Regions from separate parts of the Pelodiscus sinensis genome. Here region 1 is linked to region 2. Evidence: chromatin contacts called from public Hi-C data. All regions are on one chromosome and are shown on one strand. Each heading gives the region's core, a stretch centred on a gene start, on an enhancer-like site or on the middle of the called end of the contact. The rest is flanking DNA. Distances are from core to core; before and after follow the strand shown.

Evidence for each region. Hi-C and Micro-C count contacts between places; a contact is called where the count stands out from the background.
Region 1: a contact with region 2 is called in a Hi-C map of an unstated tissue, with 7 times the contacts expected there. The contact joins the promoter of TOR3A here to the promoter of AXDND1 in region 2. A contact is called at or near these places in 3 of 5 Hi-C or Micro-C datasets (liver and an unstated tissue).

What each region holds. Positions count from the first base shown.
Region 1 is chr9:59,901,373-59,906,724 of ASM4963464v1, forward strand. It overlaps TOR3A (torsin family 3 member A), which reads right to left and starts at 1,489. Exons shown (of 6, transcript XM_075936855.1): 1 at 1,303-1,489. The coding sequence starts at 1,474.
Region 2 is chr9:59,720,641-59,726,338 of ASM4963464v1, forward strand. AXDND1 (axonemal dynein light chain domain containing 1) reads right to left here and starts at 3,987. Exons shown (of 26, transcript XM_075936848.1): 1 at 3,565-3,987; 2 at 1,905-2,065; 3 at 1,094-1,275. The coding sequence starts at 2,013.

The sequences.
Region 1 (5,352 bases), core at 239-2,738, 180 kb after region 2:
GCTTATCTGTGGTATGCCCTGTGGTTGTGGGTTGACCTGTGAGTTGGACAGAGACTAAGTGACTTGCCCAAGGTTACACAGAACAGGGAACTGAACCTGGGTCTCCCAAGTTCCAATACAGCAACCACCACAGGGCATACAACAATAAAACTAATGCTGGAACTTTCCCTTGCAACAAACACTGTTGCCAGCTTTGTCCACATATTTACTCTGGAGACACCATCACTGGACCTAACCATGTCAGTTATACGATCAAGGGCTCATATTCCTGTACGTCCAGCAATGTGATATATGCCATTATGTGCCACCAATGTCCCTCTGTGATGTATACTGGACAACTTGCTCAGTCACTTCACCAGAGAATTAATGCTCACAAATTAGACATCACACATCTCCACACAGAAAAACCTATTAGCCTACATTTTAATCAAACTGGCCATTCCCTTAAACACCTAACAACATGCGGCTTACTACAACAGCAGATTACAGAGAGACTTCAGAACTAAAATTTGACATGTTGCGAATGGGCCTTAATTTAGATAATTACCTTACACATTACAAAGACAGCCTTCTCCACCTGTTCATATTGTAGTAACTCCAGAGAAGCCACTTAATGACACTTACAATAAGCAATTTCCTCCTTCCTTGTCACTTCTCCCCCCTCGCCCCCACCTTCTATGCTATGTATCTGATTCCTTACTGTATATTTTGTTTACTTTTTCATTGTATCCATCTGTTACATAATGGCTATGCCTATTCGCTTTCAGAATATGATCTGAAGAAGTGTGTCTGCCCCACATCACCTAATAAAGATTCTTGTTAGTCTTTAAAGTGCTACATGACTTTTTTGGTTTTACCAAGATCAGACTAACATGGCTATTTCCCTGTTACTTTTCACCTCTGGGAAGGACACTCAGTCAAAATGGTGAAATCCCCATTACGCTAGGGGCTAAGCCCCACAGGACACCACCTCTCGGGTTGGAAACCCCCTTTAAGATCCCAGGCAAATGAATCCACACAGCTCAGCAGGGCCTGCTTCCTCCCTCAGGCTGTGCTGGCGGGTCAGACGGCAGCAAAGTAGACGCACGAGCCCTGAGCCACGGAAATGAATTAGGGAGCAGCGCGCGCTCAGACACACACAGGGGCGCGCGGCGCCTGCCCCTCTGGAGCTCCCTGGTGACCCGGGCTTTGCCCCCCCCAACAGCGGTGGGAACACGCAGCCCCTGGGGCCGGCCCGGCTGGGTTTCTGCCGGTGCGGGAAGGGCCCTGCAGCGCCAGGGCGAGGGGGGGGCAGCTCCTCACCCTGCGGCTCCCGGCTGGGCTCCTCCCGCGGCTGCTTGCAGCCCTGCTCCCGCCAGGGCTGCCCCGGGAGGTCGCGCACCTCCGGCCCCGCGTCCCCAGGCGCCCGGCCCCGCCCGAGGCAGCAGAGCAGCAGCAGCAGCAGCAGCAGCAGCAGCCCGGCCCCGCGCGCCATGGCTCCCCGGCCGGCGCCGAGCCCGCTACCGCCCCCGGGCCGGGCAGGGTGGGGCCAGCGCGCCGCCCACTAGGGCCAGGGGAGCCCCGGGGACACGTGGCCCTGCACGGGGCGGGGCGCTCCCCCAGCCCGCGGCTCCACTCGCGCCTGGCGCTTTCCCGCAGCTTGGCCGAGCACGGGCTCCTCGCGGGCCGGGCTGCCCCCTTCCGACGACAATGGGGCTTAAGGCAACCGCCTCCAATTGGCCCGGCCCTGGAGCGATGCCCGGCGGTTTTCTCCTCTGGGAAGCCCAGTGATTTGCAATCTAAGAGCCTCAGGTTTTAAAGGCTGCGTTGCAGAACGAGAGGGGCCAGATCCTGGCCTCAGCTGGGAACATGCCCAGAGGAAGGGTGAGCCCCTCTTGCATTGTCCTTTCCTCACTGGGTCTGCACAGCGCATGCTAGAGCAGTGCCAGACACCATCACCCACAGACAGGGTAGCTAAGGCCCTTCCACCAATATTTCCTCTAATCTTTTCCATCCATGGTTACCTAGGGAAGTAGTGGAGTCTCCATCCCTAGAGGCTTGACAAAGCCCTGGCCGGGTTGATGTAGTTGGAATTGGTCCTGCCTAGGGCAGGGGGCTGGACTTGATGACCTTCTGAGGTCTCTTCCAGCTCTATGATTCTATGGGTGGATTTTTTTCCATCTGTATGTGGAATAAATTATGTGCACCAAGGCATGTGCAAATATGCACAACCAGGAGAAGTACAACGCTGTGAGTACTCTATCAGCTGCGCAGCATTGGAATTTCTCCTCAGCAGAGGCCCAAGTGCACAGCTGCCTTCTGCCATACATGGCCTGTGCTAATTGATTCCTTTCTACAGTAATTGATTTTTTCTTTATAGTTTGGGGTGCGCTGGAGGAATACGCTGCCATCCTAAAATAGGCCAGAATAGTTGCAGAGCTTTTCTATCTGCCCTACAGCTCACTGCCTTCAAAAGGGAAGGTAAATATCTTCATAGTTAAAGTAGGTAGGGATGGGGGAGGGGCGTCCTATTCCTTGCTGTATGACTTTAGACAAGAGTCACTGATCTTTTACCATGGAAATGCAGGCACCCACAGAATCAGCTACAGGAGAGCAGATAGGAATAGATTCCAGCTGCACTTTGCAAGGGCTTAGCTACCAAAGGAGAAAACATACAGCCCACACTAAGTAAGGCCTGACACACCCAGGCTTAGCTAGTCCAAGAAGCAAGCAGCCTCATCATGTAAACCTGTTCCCCTAAGGCATCCTTAGTCTGTACTTTTAAAGAAAGGAGATTCTAGGATTGCATATAAAGTGAGATTAATATTGGAGCAAAGTAGGGTTGCTAGATGGTTTCACAAAAAATACCAAACCTCCCCCCGCCCCCAAAACGCCAGGAAAAAATTCCGTCAGGCGCCCAAGACAGGCTTCGGGAAAAATAGAAAATACAGGCAGTCCCCGAGTTACGCGGATCCGACTTATGTCGGATCCGCAGTTACGAACGGGGCCCTCTCCCTGGTCTCCAGCAGACCAGGGAGAGGAAGCAAAGCGGCGGAGCACGCAGGCAGCGGACAGCCCAGACGCGTCTGGGCTGTCCGCTGCCGGCATGTTCCGCCGCTTTGCTCTGCTTTGCTCCCTGTCCCCCTGGTCTGCAGACCAGAAGGACGGGGAGCAAAGCGGCGGAACACGCGGGCAGCAGACAGCCCAGATGCGCGTCTGGGCTGTCTGCTGCCCGCGTGTTCCGCTGCTTTGCTCCCCGTCCCCCTGGTCTGCAGACCAGGGGGACGGGGAGCAAAGCAGAGCAAAGCCGCGGAGCCCGAGGGCAGCAGGACAGCCATGGCGCATCTGGGCTGTCCCGCTGCCCCCGTGCTCGCGGCTTTGCTCCAGACGCCTGTGGTACAGCAGCTGGGGCGCTGCCGGTTGGTCCTGTAGCGCCGCTCTGGGCGCTATTGGACCAACCCAGCAGCACCCTAGCTGCTCTGCCCCAGGCGTCCTGATTCAGCCACTGCTGGTCAGTTTCAGCAGCGGCTGAATCAGGACGCCTGGGGCAGAGCAGCTTGGGTGCTGCTGGGTTGGTCCAGTAGCGCCGAGGAGCGGCGGCGCTACTGGACCAACCCAGCAGAACCCCAGCTGCTCTGCCCCAGGCATTCCCAAGTCAGCTGCTGCTGAAACTGACCAGTGGCTGACTACAGGAAGCTCCTGCCCCGGGCTTCCTGGAATCAGCCGCTGATCAGTTTCAGCAGCAGCTGACTTGGGGATGCCTGGGGTTCTTAAGTTGAATCTGTATGTAAGTCAGAACTGGCATCCAGATTCAGCCGCTGTTGAAACTGATCAGTTTCAGCAGCGGCTGAATCTGGACGCCAGTTCCGACTTACATACAGATTCAACTTAAGAACAAACCTACAGTCCCTATCTTGTACGTAACCCGGGGACTGCCTGTACTGGACATTTTAGATGTCCAATATTTTATGAATATTTTTACCAGATGGAAGGCACAAATACCGGGCTGTCTGGTTAAATACCAGACACCTGGCAATCAAAGAAAAGTGATGTGCAGTTAGGAATGAAACCTGGAGATAGAGTCCCTGTACAGCAGCCATTCATAAATCCAGATGCTGTCTGGCACAGCTTGCCTTGGGAGTAGTGAAAGACTAGCACCTACATTTAGTGAGGACAAGGTCACGGTCACTTGTTATATTCCAGTCCTCCTTATCATCCACTCCTGCGCCTCCATAGCTTAGAGCTGGAGATTCAATCCCTAGACATGGAGTACATTTTCAGGACATCTAACTGCTCGTGGGAAACTGCAACGGTCAGTTTTTAAATAAGGCTGGGAATTCATTCATTTCAGGTGGTGGTACACCAGAGCAATTCAAAAGTGAGCAAGCTATCCAAAGGAATACACCACCATCTAGAGGTTGTTACAAATATTACAAATCGTGGTCTCAATCCACAGGAATTGTCCAGCAGGTTGGAAAGGAAAACTTGCTCTGAAAACCAGGCAGGAATCGCTTGATCATTGTCTTCAGTCCACCCCCTCTGGGGCACCTGGTGCTGGCCACTGTCAGCAGACAGGCTACTGGGCTAGATGGACCTTTGGTCTGACCCAGTACAGCTATTCTTACATTCTTATGTTCAAGATGAAATGTGACCTATGCTATGCAGGAGATCAGCCTATATAAACATAATTTCCTTTTTGGTTTTAAAAATCTATGTAAATGTAACACCTCTAACCCTATGCCTAAATAATGAGCACTGATTTAATGCCAACCTGCCTATACCTTATGGTTTCTCTACAAAGTTGAACCAGTTTAAGCAACAAAAGACAGGACTATGCAGTACTTTAAAGACTAACAAGCAAGACCAGACTAACACGGCTACATCTCTATTACTAGTTTAAGATAGATAATTTAACCCAGTGGTTCCCAAACTTTTAGGCATCACGCCCCCTTTTTGATTTTTGAGAAACCCTCACCCGCCCCCCCAAAAATAGCAGCAAAACTTGTTGAGGGGGGGAAAAAAGGAACTGATGGGAGATGAGAAACAAAAATAGCAAAACTTGGGGGAGGGAGATTGATGGGGGGGCTGGGTCACCTCACCCCCCCCTCCCCCGGAATTTCTTCACCCCCCAGTTTGGGAACCCATGGTTTAACCAAACCAACCATTTTAAAATCTAGTTCAAAAAACCCTGTATAGACACATTTTAAACTTGCCTTATATCAACTTAGTTGAAACCAGTTCCTTACCATATTAAAATAAACGTAGATATCTGCCTCAGCTCAACTACGTAAGTTTTAAAAACACCCCACATTAAACTGGGGCCACTGTTTGTCTAGACAAGTCCTTAGTCTGAGAAACATCTACAGAGGGAAC
Region 2 (5,698 bases), core at 2,737-5,236:
GGGGGGGGGGGGGGAACAATGCCAGATATAGGGACAGCTATAACCCCACTGGGCCAGCAGGGGGTAGAAGTGGAGAAAGGGACAGGTATCTACTATATATTTCAGAGTTTGTCTGTTTAGCCAAGGGACATGCACCCCTACCCCAGCTGTGGCTGCTGGAGCTGCAGTGGTCATGGAGAGGCACTTCTCATCTGGTTCCAACGTGCTGTGGCAAGAGAGGGGTGGGGTAGTCCTCTCTCCCCAGGGCAGCCTGCATAATAAACCCTTCGTCCCTACCCCCAGCCCAGAGCAATGATTTAAATTTAAAAATAAAAAAAGACGGGTAAAACGGATATAGACATGGGACTGTGACCTCCGTGCTAATTCAATCAGAATGGATGGGGCATTTTCTTGTCTTTTTCTCTTCAGCATCTGAGGAAGTGAGTTGTAGCTCACAAAAGCTTATGCTCTAATACCCTAATGCATTTGTTAGTATTTAAAGTGCCACTGGACTCATTGCTGTTTTTGCTGAAACAGACTAACACAGCTACCTCTCTGAAACAAGAATAATACTTTTGTCTGGCACAGTAAACAACTGTGAAGCTTTATGCACATTATGGTGCAATATAAATCATAATAGTAATAATAAATTTTCTAAGAAGTGGAAAAGACCAAAACAACAACCTAACCAGTTTACAGATATCTCTGTGTCTCCAGAAAAAGCCAGCACTGAGGTAGACAAAATAGTTTAACAACATGAAAGTGTGCTAGGCACTTTATGGTAAGTAAATGAAAAAAAACCCTGTTTCAGATAGATTAAAATCCAGTTAAAATTAAGGTTATGGTAATTACAAGATAGATGCAATATAAGTTTAACAAGTTTATGTAACCATTGAAACAAGTCACTTTTAGCCAATAGAAACACAGAACAGTCACACTGTTCTAATAAAACCATATGCTAAACTAATTTCAGTTAAACTTTTAGCTGCTGAAATAAAGACATGCTGCACTAAAGTGATCCTTTAACTTTTTGGTAACACAGCTGGATACTATGCTAGTATATCTAAGTGGGACAATCTGGACAGGTCTTATTCTTCTTAAGGTAATTACTTACCTTGAAGTCCTTTGCACTTTTGATTTTCTTGGGGGGTCTTAAGTATTCAGGGCTATAGGCAGTACTGGCAGCAGAGGTCAATGCTAGGAGAATCTCTTCTGGGATGAAATCACACTGTAGGGAAGTGGGAAGACGCCCTGAACGGTCCAGAATACTCGATTTGTTTCTTAGCTCAGGGAGCTCTGGAAAACAGCAGGGAGAAAAAACTATCCAGGAGATGTTGATACACTTTGATGGTGAGGAAAATAAAATCACTTTCAAAACAATATGGTCAGCTGGCCCCATTCTCATATATTGTTTGATAGATCTTCAGTAAGTGTCACCATATCCCATCATTATGAATTAGCCCCATGGAAGTAGCTCTCTAGCATGAGCCCACTGTAAAAATACTACTGTCACTCTTCTGCAGGCAATGCTATCACCACTTGTTCAGAATGTAGCAAGAGGCTTTCTGTGAGAATTTCAGCATCAGCAAACAGGCAGCACAGAAGGCTCCAAAGAGATCATTTTTTGAAGATGGCAGATCAGATGTGGATACAACTTTTGTGTCCGCTCAGGGCTGAAATTATATTCACACCACAGATGTAAATGTAAGAGTTACATGATCCACCTGAACATGGTGAATATATAAAAACAAGAAGGTACTCCCCACTTTCAGACTGCACTCTCTTGTTTATCAACCTCTTAGTAGGGATTGCTAAAGGTCAATTTCCTGCAAAAGCCATGGTGACTGAGACATCTGTGAACGACTATTAAGGAGTGCCCCACTTATAGTTAATAAAGCACTATCTGGACCCCAGCTAAGATTTACCTGCATTTGTCCTGCTGACAGGTACCAGAGATAAGCTACCTTTCATTTTTCTGCCCTCTGGTGTGGATATAGCTGGCAGCCCAGTAACTGGCATTTGACTGAGGGACATGGTGAGCAGTTACTATTCATTTATTCAAGGAAATTCTCAGTGACGAAATAACCTGCAAGCAAAATTAAATCAAAATAGTTTCCGGGATTTATCATTTTTTATAGAAATAAAACTTTGGTGTGTGGTACGGGAAGTGTCAGAGCCAGGAACAGGGCATGATTCTTTGGTGTGGAGGCAATTCCAAATAAAAAGGGAGTTAAAGATCCAATTCTGGATGTTATCAAGTTCCAAAACCCTTTGGTATGCATCCAAAATTATTTTTAAAGGTGTGGTTTTAATATTTAACATGAAGCAGTCACTAACCATTTCACATGCACCTGCTTCGATTACACTGAATTGGACTCTAGTACAGGTTTAACCTCTCTAGTTCAGTACCCTTGGGATCTGACTTGTGCTGAACCAAAGAATTTGTGGAACTTCTACTGCTTACTGAGCTCTTAGAAGACATTTAGGGGTAAATTAGAGCAAAATAACGGCACAGGACACTAAGCGCCAAAGCTAGTGGCTGTAAAACTTTGTGGGACCATGGGAAACCTGGCTCCCCGCGTGACAAGTGGACATCTAGCTAACTAAAATCACACCAAACCACAGACGTTGCCAGACCAGAGAGTGCTGGAGTACAGAGATTCAAATCTGTATCTATTTTGCAATTTACTTTTTAATTTCCAGTGCCAAGCCATTCTACTGTAGAACCTAGTTTTGTAAAACGATTAGACCTAATGACAACCTGTGCTCCTCCATCATCACCAGTGCATCATCCTCCCATGCATTTTTTTTGCCTTTACATTTCTTTCTAATTTGCTTAGAGTGAAGCACTGGTCAAATGCATGACACCACCGTGCGTGTGTGTGGGACACATCTGAAGTGTACTGCGACCCCCTCAGTATTTACTGAAACAGATCTGATCTCTCCCACTTCACCAACTGTATTCTGACTTTTATGTCTTGAGAGCTACCTATAAGATGCAGCTAAGGCTATGTCTACACTGGCGGGTTCTTGCACAAGAACAGTTGCTCTTGTGCAAGAATCCGCAGAACGTCCACACTGCCCGCCCGCTCTTGCGCAAGACGATTTACAGTACGGCGTGGTAAGAGAGGGCTTCTTGCACAAGGGCTACGCTGTTGTCTAACAAGTGTAAGCGCTCTTGTGCAAGAGGGCAGTGTGGACACTGGGCAGGGGTTTCTTGGGCTAGAAAGCCCTATGGCTAAAGTGGCCATCAAAGCTTTCCTGTTTGAGAGAGCGCCCGCACTGCCCTGGATGCTCTTGTGCAAACGCACAGCTGGCACGTGGCAGTGTGCACGTTTTCTTGTGCAAGACTTCTTGCACAAGAACCCTTGCACAAGACGTTCTTGTGCAAGAAGCTGCCAGTGTAGACACAACCCGCTTCTCCAGCCCGGGGATCGGGCCCACCCGCTTCTTCACTCGCTCAGCCCCGCCCCCCCAACGGCACCGCCAGCCCCTCCCCGGGCGGGGCTACGAGCCGCTCCCCTAGCGGGCACAGCCCCCTGCCCCGCCGAAGGGGATGCCGGGAGCTGGCGGGACTCCCTTTACCAGCGCGCACGGGCCCGCCTCTTCCCGTTTCGCCGGTTACTATGGAAACGCAGGGGGGGGTCCTCGGCCATAGCTGTCCCGGCCACGCCTCATGAGGTGGAAGAGCCCTGCCCCGGCAGCCGCTTCGCGCGACTGTTCCCGCCCAGCTTTCTCGCGGCGGCCGTGGCAGCGAGGAAGGGAGGGGTGGCAGGGATCAGGCAGTGGCTTGGGCACCTCAGCAAAGCCCCCGCGCTTCACCCGCCCCCGTGCAGGCTGAGCTGCGCCTGCGCGGCTGGAACCATGCGTGCTCCCGCCACGCTCCAGGCCTCACGTGAGCCGAGCTGCCGGCTGGCGCCACTAGCTAGGACGCCCAAGGGTGCAGCACACGTGGCTGCCCAAAGCCGGGGAGCAGCACTGGGCTTCCGCCGGATGTGGGGAAGCTGCTTTAGCTACAAGTCCGGGCAGCGCCCTGCATAGTAGCGATGTTCAGCATTTGCTTATTGGACAGGCAGTGGACTAGTTGATTCTCCCCCCCCTTGATGCAGTAAAGGGGGGAAGAAGGGGGTACTTCAAAGCAGCAGCAGTGCACAGCTGAGGCCGGGACCCAGGATGAGCTGGGGAGGCCTCAGCTGACCCCAGGTTCTGGGGAAATGCTGCATGGAACCCAGTCAGCGCTGACCCCAGCTTCGCTTGGCATTTCAAATTTGACAGGGCAGCATGGAGCCTGGGGACTCTGAGGCCCCTGCTGACCCCAGGCTTTATGAGGGTGCTTCTGCTTAGAAATGCACAAGATTCCCCCACTGGGGCCTCTTGTACATTTCAAAGCTGGAATGCTGAGTGCAGGCTAGAGGCAGCAGGACACCCCAGCTACACACAGAGTTCTGCATTCCTCCTTTGAAGTATACAAGAGCCGGGGCTCTTGTACATTTCAAAGGAGGAACGCGGAAGTACCTTACTTGACTAGTCAATTAACTGTTACTTAACATCCTTAGTCCGTAGTACAGTGTAGTTCACTTGGGCAGAGCAAGCTGAGATGGGCAGATGTGGGAACTGCCCAACAGGCACAGCATGTGGGTGCCTGGCAAAGGTCTACCCTAAGGAAATGGTCTACCCTAAGGAAAGTTTGGGTCTCCTCTCCTGCTGGGATGGGAAATCTGACAAGGCTGTGAGAGCTGGCTGAGGCCAAAATGCAGCCCCAGGCAAATCAACTGGACTTAATTTTAGCTTGTGGATTCAGAGAGACAGGAGCCAACTTCCCCCACCTTTTCTTGGCATCTAAACGAATCTTATCCCCAAGGGACCACTTGCAGATAGTTGGCCATTGCAGGGGATCCACGGTAGGAGAACAGGATTGAGGGAAATGCAGCTTCTAGGACTGTTCTTAAACAATGACAAGAGGAAGCAGACTTAGAATTGGGAGTTACTTTGTGCCCTGAATCTGTACCTAGAGACCTGTGCACCAGGGGAACTTGTGATTCAGCACAAGAGTTCTTCCCGTTCCCAAACATCCCCTCCTATGGATTAGATCACTGGTAATAAAATAGTCAACTAATTGCATGAGTTATTTGATATTACTGTGAGGCTGTGCTGGCAGTCAATGCAATCCGGCCTTACACCCAGGAAATAGAGGCAGCAGGGCAGAGGGTATTAGAGGTAGAAGTGTGGGGTGCCAGATGGGAGCTGATCTGCGAGGGGAGCCCATTTAAATACCAGCTCCCCCGTGCCCCTGATAGAGGCAGCAGTGGGAGGTGGAAACAGCCCCTGGCTGTCTGTGGGGGGTCCAGCTCCTGTGGCCAGAGAGACTGCTGAGGGGTAGAAGGGGTTGCCATGAAGCAAGACTGTCCACGGTGAGCCATGGCCCACCCTGGGCAGAAGCTTCTTCACAGCCTCCCCTGTGCTGCTACCTCTCACTGAGGCAGCAGCGCAGAGGGCTGGACAGACAGGCTGCACTGCCAAGCCAGTGCTGGGGGCGGAGGGGGGACTGGCTTTTGAGCCCCCCCTCCTTGCTGCCTCTAATACAGAGGCAGCGGGGAGGGTAAATGCTAGTAGGGAAGATTAACTGATAAGCCTTATCAATTAATTGTCTACTCCAGGACTCCTTTACATCCCTCCTCCAATATCCCTCCTTAATGCATAGTGCTCCAGGACAGACACT